Regions from separate parts of the Rattus norvegicus genome. Here all the other regions are linked to region 3. Evidence: chromatin contacts called from public Hi-C data. All regions are on one chromosome and are shown on one strand. The core of a region is the stretch at or near the end of the contact, and the rest is flanking DNA. Distances in the headings are between cores, read along the strand shown.

Region 1 (4,234 bases), core at 40-2,539, 240 kb after region 3:
GGCAGACAAAGTGACAAATCAGAGAAAGATTAGACAACGTGAGTCAGAAATAAGATGTCTCATGGGGACAGATAGGAAAGAGACACTTCTTAAGAGCAGCACAGGGTGGGGGAGGGAGAGAGAGAGAGAGAGAGAGAGAGAGGGGGGGGGGGAGGGAGAGACAGAGAGACAGAGAGACAGAGAGACAGAGAGACAGAGTTGAGAGTTGAGGCAGTTGGGAGTCAGAGCTGGGAGTTTGTCCTGAGTTCATGTAGTTGAGCACAGATCAGCAGAGGCAGCTGAAGTCAGAGAATAAGAAGGAGTCAGATGAGAACAGATGGCCAGAGTTAGTTTGAGGCCAGGCAGAGCAATTCCATGAGGAGCTAAATTGAAACAGTCAGCTCTGGAGTTTGAGTCAGAACAGCTGAGTTGAACCAGCCAGCAGAGTTCAGAAAGAGCTAGAAAGAGTGAGCTTGTCCAGCAGGAAGGCTCCAAAATGACAATCACACCAGGCGAATAAAATACTTTTACAAACTTTCACTCATTTTACAAATGCTTAAAAGTCGAATCTGCAATCAACTTGTATTCATATTTTTTAAAAAATAACAATTAAACCAATCATTATTTCTAACTGCTGATTAGATTAACTTCCACTCCATAACTGAGCATGCACAGCAATCATGTAACAGCAGGTTAAAGCCACTGTCTTCAGGAGACTTTAAGACAGCATAAGAATAAAGACCCAGAGAGAGGGACAAGAAAGCACACACAGATGCACCTGTAGGGGCTGGAGAGATGGCACAGTGGTTAAGAGCACTTAATGCTCTTCTAAAGAATCTGAGTTTAGTTGCTAGACCCCTAGTGGGTACCTCATGATATCCTATTCAGATCCAGTGTTTATGTGTTCTTATGTACTGCATAGGCATCTGCATATACATATATATATGTAAATAAAAAAATAAAATAATCCTAACACACACACATGGTGTGTGTGTGTGTGTGTGTGTTGTTGTAAGACTTGAGAAAAGCCCACTGAGTCCTGTGTACAGGATGTCCCACACACAGAGACACAGAGACGGAGATCGATATAATAAGCAAGAGGTTTACTAGTCTAGTGCACTAGGGTCATTCTGCAATCGGGGCAGAGGTGACCCCCAGGGACAAAGGCACACACTTTTTATACTGTTTTAGGAGTACAAGCAAGGTTACAGTTTAAACTTATTGGCTAAGCACATTGACCTTTGAATCTATTGGCTAGTAAGTACAACACACATTCAAGCTCCGGCAGGGAGGTGTCTTTGGCCCTGTAGAGGAGACAGTGGGGGGTCCCACCCCTATTGTGGTTGTGACACTTATAGAATGGAGTGTTTACTCAGCAAATTCTTGTGGCGCTCCCTGGCAGGAAGACACCTGATGTTTTCTAAGAGAGCTTTTGTCTGCTTGGTCCCCACATTCAGTGTGTGTGTGTGTGTGTGTGTGTGTGTGTGTGTGTGTGTGTGTGTACTTAGGCCAAGCCAAGAGCAAGGTTCAAGTTTGAGTACAAATAATGCTCTGATTTTTTTTGTGTCCATGTGTGGAAATACTTTGTGACTTGTCAGGTGACCTATGTAAGTACTAGATCTACCTACGTAGTCTCTTGTTTAAAATATGACCATTCATTAATTTATTCATTCAGTTAGTGATAATTCTTGGTCAGTTACCACATGCTAAGGATAGTTTTCAATGCTAAAGATATAGCAGTGAGGAGAGTAACTAAAGCCAGTTTTAAATTTTAAGTTTCATTCCTGGAAGGGAGAGGAAATGCTTTGCTTGGCGTGTCCCTATTTCTAAAGGCAGCATATGTGAGCTGGAATGGGGTGGGTGTGGGGATCCCAGTGGGATGTCTGGGCTTGTATCCTGTGTCCACCCAGCGTCTGGGATCTTGCTTTGGTTCAGTAAGGGGTGCCTGCTCTCTTGCATTTTCTCCCTCCATTCTTTTTTTCATCTTCTTGCTTTCCCATGGTCTCACTGTTTTTTCTTTAGCTCCCTGGGCTACTCTGTTTCTTCTAATTTTCTTTCTGCTCCTTCCCTCATCTGATTTTCTGTGCTTTCTTGAGCTAGATCTTGAGCTCGCAGCTGGGCTTTGATGATTGCCAGAGGTCTTCATGTGCGCATCACAGGGAGGCTCCTTTGTAACTGACTATCCAAGAAGGCATGTGCCAGCAAGTGTTTTAGAGAACCTCACTGCCAATACCAACATTTGGCATCTTGGTCATCTTCCAATAGTGGGGCTCTAGCTTGTCCTTCAACATGTCTCTACAGCCTGGATCTGTAGAGCCATTTACCCTCCAGCTGGCCTATGTTACCTTTCAGCGTTTTGTCTCTACCCTGAGCCAATGTCTTACACTGACACTTGGCGCCCCTCTCTGAAGCAAAGACCACATGTTTCCTCTTGTTTTATATTCTAAGATTCTACGCACTTCTGAATCCATAGATCTACAGTCTTCTCTGTGGTAAGAAAGGTAAGAGATAGAAATACTTGTGCTTGCAGTAATTTGCCAGCCACATACATTTATATTTTTACAACAACAAACAACAGGATTTCAAGATGCCAGAAGCCTGCAGCCTATGAGACTGCTCTTAAAATTCTTCATGGTTGTGTGAGAGACATTCATTACGATGAGCGATAATGATGATGAGTGTCCATTGTTTCTTAATTAGAGAACATGGCTGATTATTATGCCATTATTAGATCAGTTTATCTATTGATCATGTCAGCTGCTTCTTAGTTCACGGTTAATGTAGTTACCCCCTTCTTCATTTAACGAGGAGCTTTGCTCATATGCCAGGATATCTTGGTGTATGTGTGATAGATGTCTCTTCACATATGAACTCTTTAAGTTCTACATAGCAAATGTGAGCTTTCCCTGAAAGAAATGTTTCCGTTGTCACACTCTGAGGTATCGGCCCTTGTGACTTAGTGTTTCTCTCGTTACTTTGTCATTTCTGTTACATTTCCTTGTGTAAATTGTTTTATCTGAGGAGGAATCTTCTATGACCCTTTTCTATTGATGTCTTACAAATGGCCAAGAACTTTATGGATTTAAGGAGCCCAGATTTATAATCAGGATTCTATGATCCACCCACCCCCACCCCACAAAATGCAGCTGGAGATACCAGGAAGCTGCCATACTGCACTGCACTCTCACCCAGAGGCCCGAAGAAGAAAGACTCACTCAGGTTGCTGGCAGACTTCATTTCCTTGTAGATTTCCCAGTTCTAGCTTCTTGTTGTTTTAGAGACATGGTCCAAGTTAGCCTTGAACTTGTGATCCTCCTTTTTCAGCCTCCCACATGCTGGGACTTCGGATGCTGTCACTACACCCAGTGGTGCCTGTTTTTGTTGCCTGTTGTCACTGTGGTGGGGTGCCCTCATGTCTCACAAGCAACATAGAGGCTTTGACATGCTACTTTCCTCAGTGTAACTCCTGCTGTCTCTACTCTGCCATATGGAGTCTTAGCCAAAGGAGAGACATCTCAGCCACATGCTTTTATTTTTCATATACTTAGAAGGTATTTTATTATTGCTATTTTAGTTATTTGTGTGTGTGTGAGTGCATGTGTGTCTGTGTGTGTGTGTGTGTGTGTGTGTGTGTGTGTGTGTGTGTGTGTGTGCGTGATATGCTTGGGTGAGGGCATGTGTGTTACTGAGTATTTATGGAGGTCAGAGGACAGCTCTGTGAAATAGGTTCTCGCCTTCCACTTGCAGGGATGGAGCTCAGGTCCTTGGGCTTATGCTGCAGGCCTTTGGTCCATCTCATCGACTCTCTTCACCAAAGTTTAATGATTAGAGGCAAATTACATTTCCTACTTCAAAGAACAAGTTGGACACCCAGGCATGAGTAGAAAGTTGAGATGTCATTAGGGGTCACTTAGGCTCTGTCACATGTTGGAGATTGGTTCTAATGATTTGATTCAATCGGGAATCTGCTCGTCCAAATGCTAAAGGTTCTTGTCCCCAATTGGTTTTTGATAGATCAATAAAGATGCCAGTGGCCAATAGCTCGGCAAAGGGAGGCAGGGTGTGGCCCTTAGAGTTGTGTGGGCTAGGTTGGGGGGGGTGAAGATCTCAATGATGTGATGGAAGAGGGTTGGATGAAGGAGCTCCAGGAGATAGTCAACCAGTGGTCACTTCCCCAATTAGGCCCAGGGAATTGGACGGAGAATTAGAACTGCCCAGCCTGCTGAGTAGCCAAGACATTTAAAAAATAAGCCTG
Region 2 (4,617 bases), core at 1,600-4,099, 130 kb after region 3:
TTTTCACTTGATGTCCTGTCTTTCAACTGCAGGAGGGCTCTACAAGTTCCCTCTACCCACTGTAGGGCATTTCATCTAAGGTTCCTCCCTTTGAGTCCTGAGAATCTTTCACCTCCCAGGTCTCTGGTACATTCTAAAAGATGCCCACACCTCCTACCTTCCATTCTTTCTGCTGGCCCTCAGGACTTCAGTCCTTTTCCCTCACCCAATACCTGAACATGATTGTTTTAGTTTTACAGTTGCCAAAAGATATTTTCCCGTGCTGCAGAGACAGGGCTAAAGGATTTGAAGGGGTGAGGAGTTAGCGTTATGACTGGTCCTAGACCAAGTAAAGAGTGTCCTTCAGGCGCACACTCACAAGAACGAGACGGAGCCTGCAATGTAAGTGGCCAGAGATGGGGCAGGATGGTGTGGACGGTGTGGACTGTGTGGACGGTGCCCATCATCCTGACACAGAAGGAGGTGAGGAGCATTTACAGTATTTAGTCCGAGCACTTCACGCACTATACCATGTGATCCCCGTGACAACTCTGTGCTGTGGTTATCATCAGGTTTGCTGTTGACTTCTGCCTCTGCGGGACCTAAGCAGCGCACTTCAGTCTTGTTCTGTCTTCCTTCTTAGATTTGTGTCACACTTGCTCCGCTGTCATTCTGTATCAGGGACACACCTTAAGAGGTTGAGTCCTGCGGAAAGCCACATTCATCCGCCTGGTTCTCTTTCCTGGGCTCTGGCGATGGCAGGGGATAGAGGTGGGGATCTACAGGTGACTGCATAGCTGTGTAACTGAGGTTTTTGTTTACTTCAGTGTATTTAGCTTCTGAAACTAGGAGACTATGAAGCTATTGGATAGATTTGGTCCCCAGAGTTCAAGGTCTACAATATTCTTGGGTTTAAGGAGCTTTTGGTTCTGACTGTAATATCTATGTAACCGGCTTCTGTCTCAGCCGTTTCTTAGTAAATCTCTCAGGATCAGTTCAGCAGTTCAGATGAAGATGAAGGGGGTCCCGAGGGCAGCAGCCAGTGTCCTTACCAACCGTGAGCACAGAGGCCCGAGGAGTTCTCACAACAGGGCAGGACGAACAGAAAGCTGATCTTTACTTTTGACGCTCTTAGAGTACTGCAGAGCTGGCTTCTGTCTCAGAGTTCTGTCCGCAGCCGAACGGCAGTTCCTAAAGGAGCCACATCCATCCACACCTCTCAGTCTTTCACGGTAGGATGTTTCAAAACTGGTTCGAGGAGACGTTTGCAATGGCCAGCTAGTCTAATCCTTTACGGCAGAGCATTTACTTAGAGTCTGTAATTTTTATCTAATTCCTTGAGCAAACTTTCACAAAGAAACAAATAAAAGTTGCCATTGGAAAGCTCCATTTACCTGAGATTAATTGGCACATGGCTTCCTTTTCCTTAGTGAGGAGGAGCGTGAGGCATTCCAAAGGTATTGGAGGCTGAGGGTAGCAAAGCGTGTGTCAGTGTCCTGTTGGCAAGAGGAGTGGTGCTGAAACCCGCTGGCTTCTGTGTTTTCTAGAAAGCTCGGAGCTGGACAGTGCGATGTCATCACCAGTGAGTTGCTAGGAATTTATGAAATCAGCACTGGGCAAGCACAAATGAGCATTAAGAAATAAGAAAACAACACATGACAGTCAGACTCATGACCCAGACTTATTTCACTAGCAAGGGCTACTCATTTTATGGTTCTGGAGACAATAGAACACCTACATTGATAGAAACCACCAGGTCAGGCATTAACTATTAATTTTGAATTAAGCGTGTGGTTGCTGTTACCACCGTTCTGGGGCGTTCACAGAGGGGAAGCAGTGTCAATAATTGAAATGGTACTGAGCGCTGTGGTCAGCGCTTCACGTTTGCTCTCTGCGACTGTCTTTAAACCAGGCAATAAGGAAGGGACACGTTTGCCTTTCTGGTGAAGCCTTTATAGTGTCTTAGAAAAGAGGTGCAGATGAGTCAGCACGGCGAGGCCTTCTGCAGAATTCCGAGCTCTCAGGTTTAATCTTTCTGCTTAAGTTCTGTTATAACTCATGGGCTCAAGTGCTGTCAAGTCCAGAGTGTGAATACTCCTGCTCTTTTTCACTTTTCATCACGAATTCTAATCCTGATGTCAGAACAGAGAAAAATAATTGGTACCAGAATGTCCAGAACTCCATGTGGGACGTGCTCAGAGAAAAAAAAAATCACAAAAGACAACATAGAGGAAATCAGAGGGCCCACATTTAGCCAATGGTGAGGCCTCAGTTGATGGGTTTCTATAGTAACTTGTTTTATTATTCCTTCCTTTCTTCCTTCTTTCCTTCCTCCCTCCCTAGTCTCCTTACTTCCCTCCCCCTCCTCCCTCCCTCCCACCCTCCCTTCCTCCTTCCCTTCCTCCTTCCCTTCCTTTCCACCTTCCCTCTTTCCTTTTCCTCGATAAATTATAGAACCAGTGTCACTGTCAATCTATTTTCGGAACCTTGAGACCTTTTAGGGCGGAACTCCTGTTAGAACCTTATTTATATGTCTGTGGGACTTTGATTTACACAGTAGAATGTCCCTTGAGTCCACATCTTATCAGGCTAGCTTCAGGCAGATGTAACTCAGCCAGTTGATCCAGGGCAGTTGTGGGTTTGGGAGTTACACCCCCTCCCCGCCTCCCCAGGTAACTCCACAGGCAGTGGGCAGTGCTCTGGGCGGGGCCAGGGCCAGAGCTCGCGGTGAGTCTTAGTACAGTCAGGCCTTCTGCTGGGCAGGGCCAGCTGTTAATCCTGCTAGACCGCCATCGGGGCGGGGTGGGGGCTGGGGGGTGACAAGGGACATATAGGTGTCGTCTGCACAGGTGAAAGGGTGGCGGCCACAGGGAGTTCCCACCGGTTGAGTTCTTAAAGTCATGAAGACTCAAGAAAAATAACAAGGAGTGGCCGATTGGAGTCTTTTGGACTTGCCCGGAGCTCCACCCTCGGCCAGAGGAAAAGCCCCTGGGGACCGAGGCGGGAGCATCAGACAAGCGCGAGAAAAGTGCCTGTGCGCGCTCCACCTCTGCGCAGCGGGTGCGGGGCGGTGACCTGTCCCTTGAGTTAGCCATGGCGGCAGCGGGATCCTCGCGCTCCGGGAGCCCTGCCCTCGGCCTGGGACACCTGTTGACCCTCGCGGTGAGCACCGGGACCAACTCACGGACGGGGAGAGGGACATGTAGCCGGGGCGACTGGCCCGGGTCGGATCACTAGGTCTCAGGTCACCTTAAACTGCAGCAGTTGTTGGCGGTGAGGAAGGACGGCAGGAAGCCGAGCGACCCGGACACCAAGGCCCCTCAGGGGAGGGAGTGTAGCTGCGAGCGAGCTGTAATAGGCGCGCGCGTGGATGGAGACGGGGGCGGATCGCGGACGCCCAGCCAAAACCCTGGCCTCGGGGTTCTCTGGGCAGAGCGGGGTGCGCCAGGGCTGAGCCCCGGCCTGGAGTACCGTCACAGGAGCCCTGGGTTCAGGCGGTCCTGAGTGAAGTCAGCTGCCTGGCAGAGGACATTAAAGGCCGGCGTGGTGCCCTTGGGGTCAAAAAAAAAAAAAAAGACTTGTTGCTTTTGAGGGTTCCGTGGTGCTGGGATGGGAGGATTCTAGAAGTGAGAGTTGGAATGAAGGAGAGAGAGACTCTGCACTTTTCTTACAAAGTTAGGAGATGGGTCCACACGAGGTGACCACTGATTCCCTAAATCTCTGAGAAGTGAACATCCTGGTCCCGAGATCTTGTCCTAGAAGGAGTTTTGATTTTTCTTCTCAACTCCTGCTCAGATTCTTGCTGTAAGAAGTACAACAGGCAGGACCTTCAGCCCTTTCAGAAGTGTGAATCAAAATTTATGGCTTTATTGGGGACAGGTCTTGATCTCCCTAGGGAACCAGAAGACTCAAGAATTCACCTCTGGGACTGACTAGGCCGTTGGGGAGTTTGGGAAAAGAATGCTCCAGATTATAGTTTTATCGGGGGTCTCTTGTACAAGGCAAAAGTTCACTATGCCAGGGCAAATAGCTACCAATTTGATACTGTCCTTTCCCCCCATAGCCTGCAGCAATCACTCAAGCTGGCTTTGAAGGAAGCCTGGAGGAACCCAGGGAACCAAAGTGTGGAAGTGAGAGTTCTTCCATTTCTCCTCAAGTTTCCTTTCACAAGGGATTCCTGCATTTTTAATTACTGAAGAATGTGATTGGTTACTGGACATCCCAAGGAATGAATTCAATCAGAATTCCCAGAGACTATTCATAAGCACAGGTTGGGACAGGAACCTTGCAGTCAGGGTTTTATGGCTAAAGAAACCCAGCCTGGGGCAAATAATCATCACAAAATATTCTGCCGATGACAGAGTGTGAACTTTGGTTGATACCTAGTGAGGGACGTTGCCACTTCCTTTTGTAACACAGGGCCTTATTCTTTGAAAGAAAAGGCATGCTTAGTCTTCCTGATATAGCGCTGCCCTGTTGCAAGCCCACACTCCGAGATCCTTTAAAAGAAGCGTAAGCCATGGGTGAATAAGTAGAGCCCCTCATCATTTCTTGAGTCTGGGAATGTGGGTTTTGCTTTCAAGCAGGAAAGTGTAGTGTGAGTCCCTTCAGTTGGTTTTACCCTCCAGGAACCATGTA
Region 3 (4,516 bases), core at 93-2,592:
CTGGGGGACACCTGGCTAAGTAAAATAAACCAGTCACAGGAAGGCAAACACTGCACAATGTCACTCACATGTGAAACCTGAACTTTCAAAGTAGAGTAGTAGGTGTCATTTATTTGATCTCTGTTTTTCTTAATGGTTTTATTTCCTAGTTTTTATTTATTTCTTATTTTAAATGAGAGTTATTTTAATTACAAATGTTTGTGGGCATACAATGTGGTAGTTTTTTTTTAATGTAGTATACTGATCAGCCAGGATGATTAATGTTTCCATCTGCTCATTACTTTGTGTTCAAAATCTTCGAGCCTCTTCTAGTAATTTTTATGATTTAGAGCAGGTTGTTATGAGCTGTGGCCATCACACTATGCTACAGAAAGTGGTGGCTCACACTTGAAATGTCAGTAAATTGGAACTACTTTCTGTGATTTGTCTCTGAATCAAAGAATGAACACATTCCCCTACCATCATTTATAGGCAGGACTTCATTTTGGCCATTGGATACATGTTAAGAGGATTGTGGATACTAAAACCTTCAAGTGATTTAGCCTCAAAACAAATCAAACTTGACTTGATTTTCATGTAAATGATCACTTTAAGAGAACAGAGGAAAATATGCTAACTTAATTAAGAGTTACCACATTAAGGAAACCATTGTATTTCCTACTCCAAATGGTAGTGACACAGATGTTAATTTAGCATTTTCTAAATCTATAAACAAAGTCTGTAAGACAATGACTCTGGACAAAAAACAAGGGTGATGTGTGATCTTGTCAGACATTATTCAACACCGAAAGGCTGCATATGGCCTATAGAGTGTAGAATTCCTTCACTATAGAGCATCATTCGGAGAATTTGATGTATCTTAATTAGATTAACACCAGAGAGTAATTACTTGGATGCAGATAATCTTTTACAAACTAGTAAGAACAAAGGTGAAGGTGCTTTTCTTGCATTTCTCTATTCCTTGCTTAGTGTCTAATAGAACAGCAAATCTAACTGCTGTTATCCTCACTCATCTCGTCTTCAACCACTGTTACACCATTCCAAAGCCTTATCTCTTATGCCTCAGACCATTCTATGGAAGTCTTCTACAGTCTTCTTACTCCTACTGCCAAGTCTCTGAGCAATTTTTAATATAGCAATTGGAGTGATCCTTCAAAATATTTAACCAGATTACATCTTCATAGTATTTAATGTATTGTTTTTTTAATTTTAAAATTAACTTTATTTATTTATTTAGAATGGGAGGGAAAATGAGCCACAATGCAGTTAGAGATCAGAGGTCAACTTCTGAGCGTTTGCTCTCTCCTTCTACTGTGTGTGTTTTGAGTGATTGAACTCAGTCACCTGGCTTACTGGCAAGTTTGGTCATTCGTCTACTGAGGATTTCTACCAGCCCTCACAGTATTAGTATGAAGCAGAAACATGTACATGCACAAATAAATCCTTTTGTGAACCAGCTTCTTCCTACCAGTCTGACTTCATATCATTTTCCTGGACTTCGACTGTCTTCCAGCCACCCTTGAGATCATCATAGCTAGTTAGGCGTCACTTCCTCAAGGACCCTGGCCATACTATAACATTCCGTGTCCATTACTCACAGATCACTCGTTTCTAACGAGTATTACTCTTGCTCCACTTTATGCAGACAGAGCATATGCTACTCTGTACTTACATAGTTTTGTGTTCTGATAGTCACGCTTTGTGCAAAGTCCTCCTTGGATATAGAAGGGATCTGTCAATTGTTCCTAACCAATGTCTGATAGCAATGGCGGTTGCCTATCACTTTCACAGATTACAGCAGCAAAGGCAGTAGGACGTCACTGGATTAGGACACGTTACAAAAAAAATTAACTAGGTCTTTACTTTTTGCTGGCTTTGAAATAACAATCTGTTAAGCTTTGAAAGTTCCCTCTGAAGAAGCTTGCATGACAAGCAACTGTGGGTGGCTTCTGGTGGCTGAACAAAAATCCAAAAGTTCAACAATCGCAAAGAACTAATTACTTGGAAGAGGTACGAATCTCAGGTAGTGACCCAAGCTTTATTCGTAGTTGATGGCATCTATACAAGACCTAAGCAGAGTTTCATGTTCCACTCGTGACCCACAGTAGCTGTGATAATAAATGTGTGTTGTTTGACTTGCAAAGGCAGTGGTAATTTATTAGAAAATAGACAAGAACTGTACAGTTTTATTGTCTCTCACTTGCTAAATTGTAGATTCCAGTGCATAGACTACTGGCCACATAGTCTTTAATGGTTATTTGTGAAAAGAATGGACTAGATTGTGAAACAGTTGAAATGATTACTGAAATGCAATAGTGAGTCAGTAGAAAGCACAGACAATATAAATGTCCAAATGATAAGGCTGAAGCTTAAGTAAACCTTGATTTCAACACCAGGTTCTGCTGGATTGCCACAACAAGGAAATTGTTTTACCTCTTTTTTTTTAATTGTTGTTTTTATTTTATTGTTTTCCTTCCTTCCTGTCCTTTAGATTTATTTTTGGTTTTATTTATTTGTGTGTGTGTGTGTGTGTGTGTGTGTGTGTGTGTGTGTGTGTGTGTCTGTCTACCTGTCTGACTTCCTGTCTGTGTTGTGAGTGTACCCATGCATGCCTGCAAAACCCAGGAAAGGGCATGGGATTTCCTTGGACCTGGAGTTACAGAAAGTTGTGAGCCACTAGATTTGGGTACCAGGAAATTGGATCCTCTTCAAAGCAGTAAGTGTTCTTAATTGATGAGCCATCTCTTTAAATACACTTACTTCTTAAATGATGATGATAATGTTTATTTCATGTAGAAAGTAGGTTATAGGGAGGGATGAAAAACACAGTTTTAATTAACACCTAAAGCATCATGAACAAATGAGAAGCAAAATAGGACAGAACTCAACTTTTCTATTTGTTTTCAATTTTCTTCCTCAAAAGGAAGTAGAATTTGTAAATATCATATACTAATGAAATTCTTAGTACTAGCTCACTGAGGGTGTTTGAATTTAAGAGAAAAGAAAGTTTGATATAAGGAGAGAAGACAGAGGCTATTTTGTAACTTCAAGCCATAATTTTAAAAAGCATCAAAAAATCATAAACAGTAAAAAAATCAACTTTTAAGAAATAGTTGGGGAATTTAAAAGCTATTCTGAAAATATATAACTGAGTGTCAGGTATCCATCACTTCTTGGTATGAATATACACTTTTTTTACTGGAAACATTTTATTGATGAGACCCCACCAGCTGCATAAAGTACTCCTGACATCAAGCACCTTCCTCCTTGGCAATGCCATCTTTCTCGAGTGGTCCCATGAAAGCTTTCTTCTCCTCCATGGTCTGGAGGCGACCATGTCCGAATTTGAAGGTGTTGTCAATGAACTTCAGTTCAATCTTCTCTAGATCCCGACGTGTGGTCTGGACCAGCAAGGACTTCCGAAGAGCAAGCACTCTCTTCTTGGTTCCCACCACACAGCCTTTGAGCATGATGAAGTCATTGGTCACCTCACCAAAATGGACAAAGCCAACCAGTGGGTTGATGCTCTTGTCAGACAGGTCATAGTCAGTAGATGCATTGTTCTTGATCAGTTTACCGTCCTTGATAGATGCGTTGTTCTTGATCAGTTTACCGTCCTTGATGAGGTAACCTTGACCAATCTTGTAAATCTTCTTGTTAATCTCTGCTCGGTGATGACAGCCGAGCCACAGAGAAGGCTACACCGGCAGGGTGCCAAGCTCCAATACAGGAAACTTTGTGCAGATCTCGATGGGTCTTTCGGGCAGTTTCTTCGTATGCCAATGACTGATCACCTCTTTGTAGCCTTTGCCTTTTGTCAAGCCGATGATGTCAATCATCTCATCCTGCCCAAACATCTGGTTCACAGGAACCTGCTGCTCCAGCCTCTCTCAGGCCCAGTCTAGCTTCTCAGCCACAGTGCCCCCAGTCACCTGGATCTCCATCAAGTGTGCCTTCTTCTGGAGCAGAGGAAGCAGACGCATCTGAGTGTGAGCAATTATGCGGATGACCTGGCAGTACTTCTTCACGCTGTTGAAGTCCTTCCCCAGCTGCTTCTTGCCTGTGTCACCTCGCCATTTCTTACAGTATTTGGTAAAAGCCTTCTTAGATTGGTGCCAGTTCTTATAGAAACGCCTTTTACACTTATTGCTGATGTGCTCAGCAAATACAGTCTTGTAGGTCCAGAGGCCTCATGGGGTTTCTACATATCACACAGTGCCCACAACCACCATGGGTGGGGTTTCCACAATGGTCACAGCCTCCATGACGTTTTTCTTGCTCACCTAGGTCCTGGTCGGTCAACTTCCCAGACAATGTATGGGTCATGCCAGCCTTGTAACCTAGAAAGGCTGTGAGGTGAACAGGCTTGGAATGGTCATCCTTAGGGAAACTCTTCACTTTCCCATGATGCCAGCTGCTGCACTTCAGAGGCAAGAAGCCCAGGGACCCATGCCTAGGAGCTGAGAATTTCCTATGAGACATATTGCCGCCACACGCCTCCGACAGAGCATGAATA

The links. A called contact is a pair of places that touch in the nucleus more often than the background predicts.
Region 1: a Hi-C map of liver shows a contact between it and region 3, with 2.7 times the contacts expected there. The contact joins two enhancer-like sites. A contact is called at or near these places in 2 of 12 Hi-C or Micro-C datasets (liver and mammary epithelial cells).
Region 2: a contact with region 3 is called in a Hi-C map of liver, with 3 times the contacts expected there. The contact joins the promoter of Dsc2 here to the enhancer-like site in region 3. A contact is called at or near these places in 3 of 12 Hi-C or Micro-C datasets (hepatocytes, liver and mammary epithelial cells).

The regions. Positions count from the first base shown.
Region 1 is chr18:11,645,191-11,649,424 of GRCr8, reverse strand. No RefSeq gene overlaps it. Among named protein-coding and RNA genes, the nearest start is that of Dsc3, 42 kb to the left of the region's middle. Within about 2 kb of position 1,289, at least 2 of the 93 cell types and tissues checked have an H3K27ac peak or open chromatin away from gene starts, as enhancers often do. A contact at or near this core is called in liver, where this site is marked.
Region 2 is chr18:11,755,698-11,760,314 of GRCr8, reverse strand. Dsc2 (desmocollin 2) reads left to right here and starts at 2,849. Exons shown (of 16, transcript NM_001033688.2): 1 at 2,849-3,141. The coding sequence starts at 3,073.
Region 3 is chr18:11,882,702-11,887,217 of GRCr8, reverse strand. It overlaps the pseudogene Rpl3-ps1. Among named protein-coding and RNA genes, the nearest start is that of Dsg1, 63 kb to the left of the region's middle. Within about 2 kb of position 1,342, at least 2 of the 93 cell types and tissues checked have an H3K27ac peak or open chromatin away from gene starts, as enhancers often do. A contact at or near this core is called in hepatocytes and liver, where this site is marked.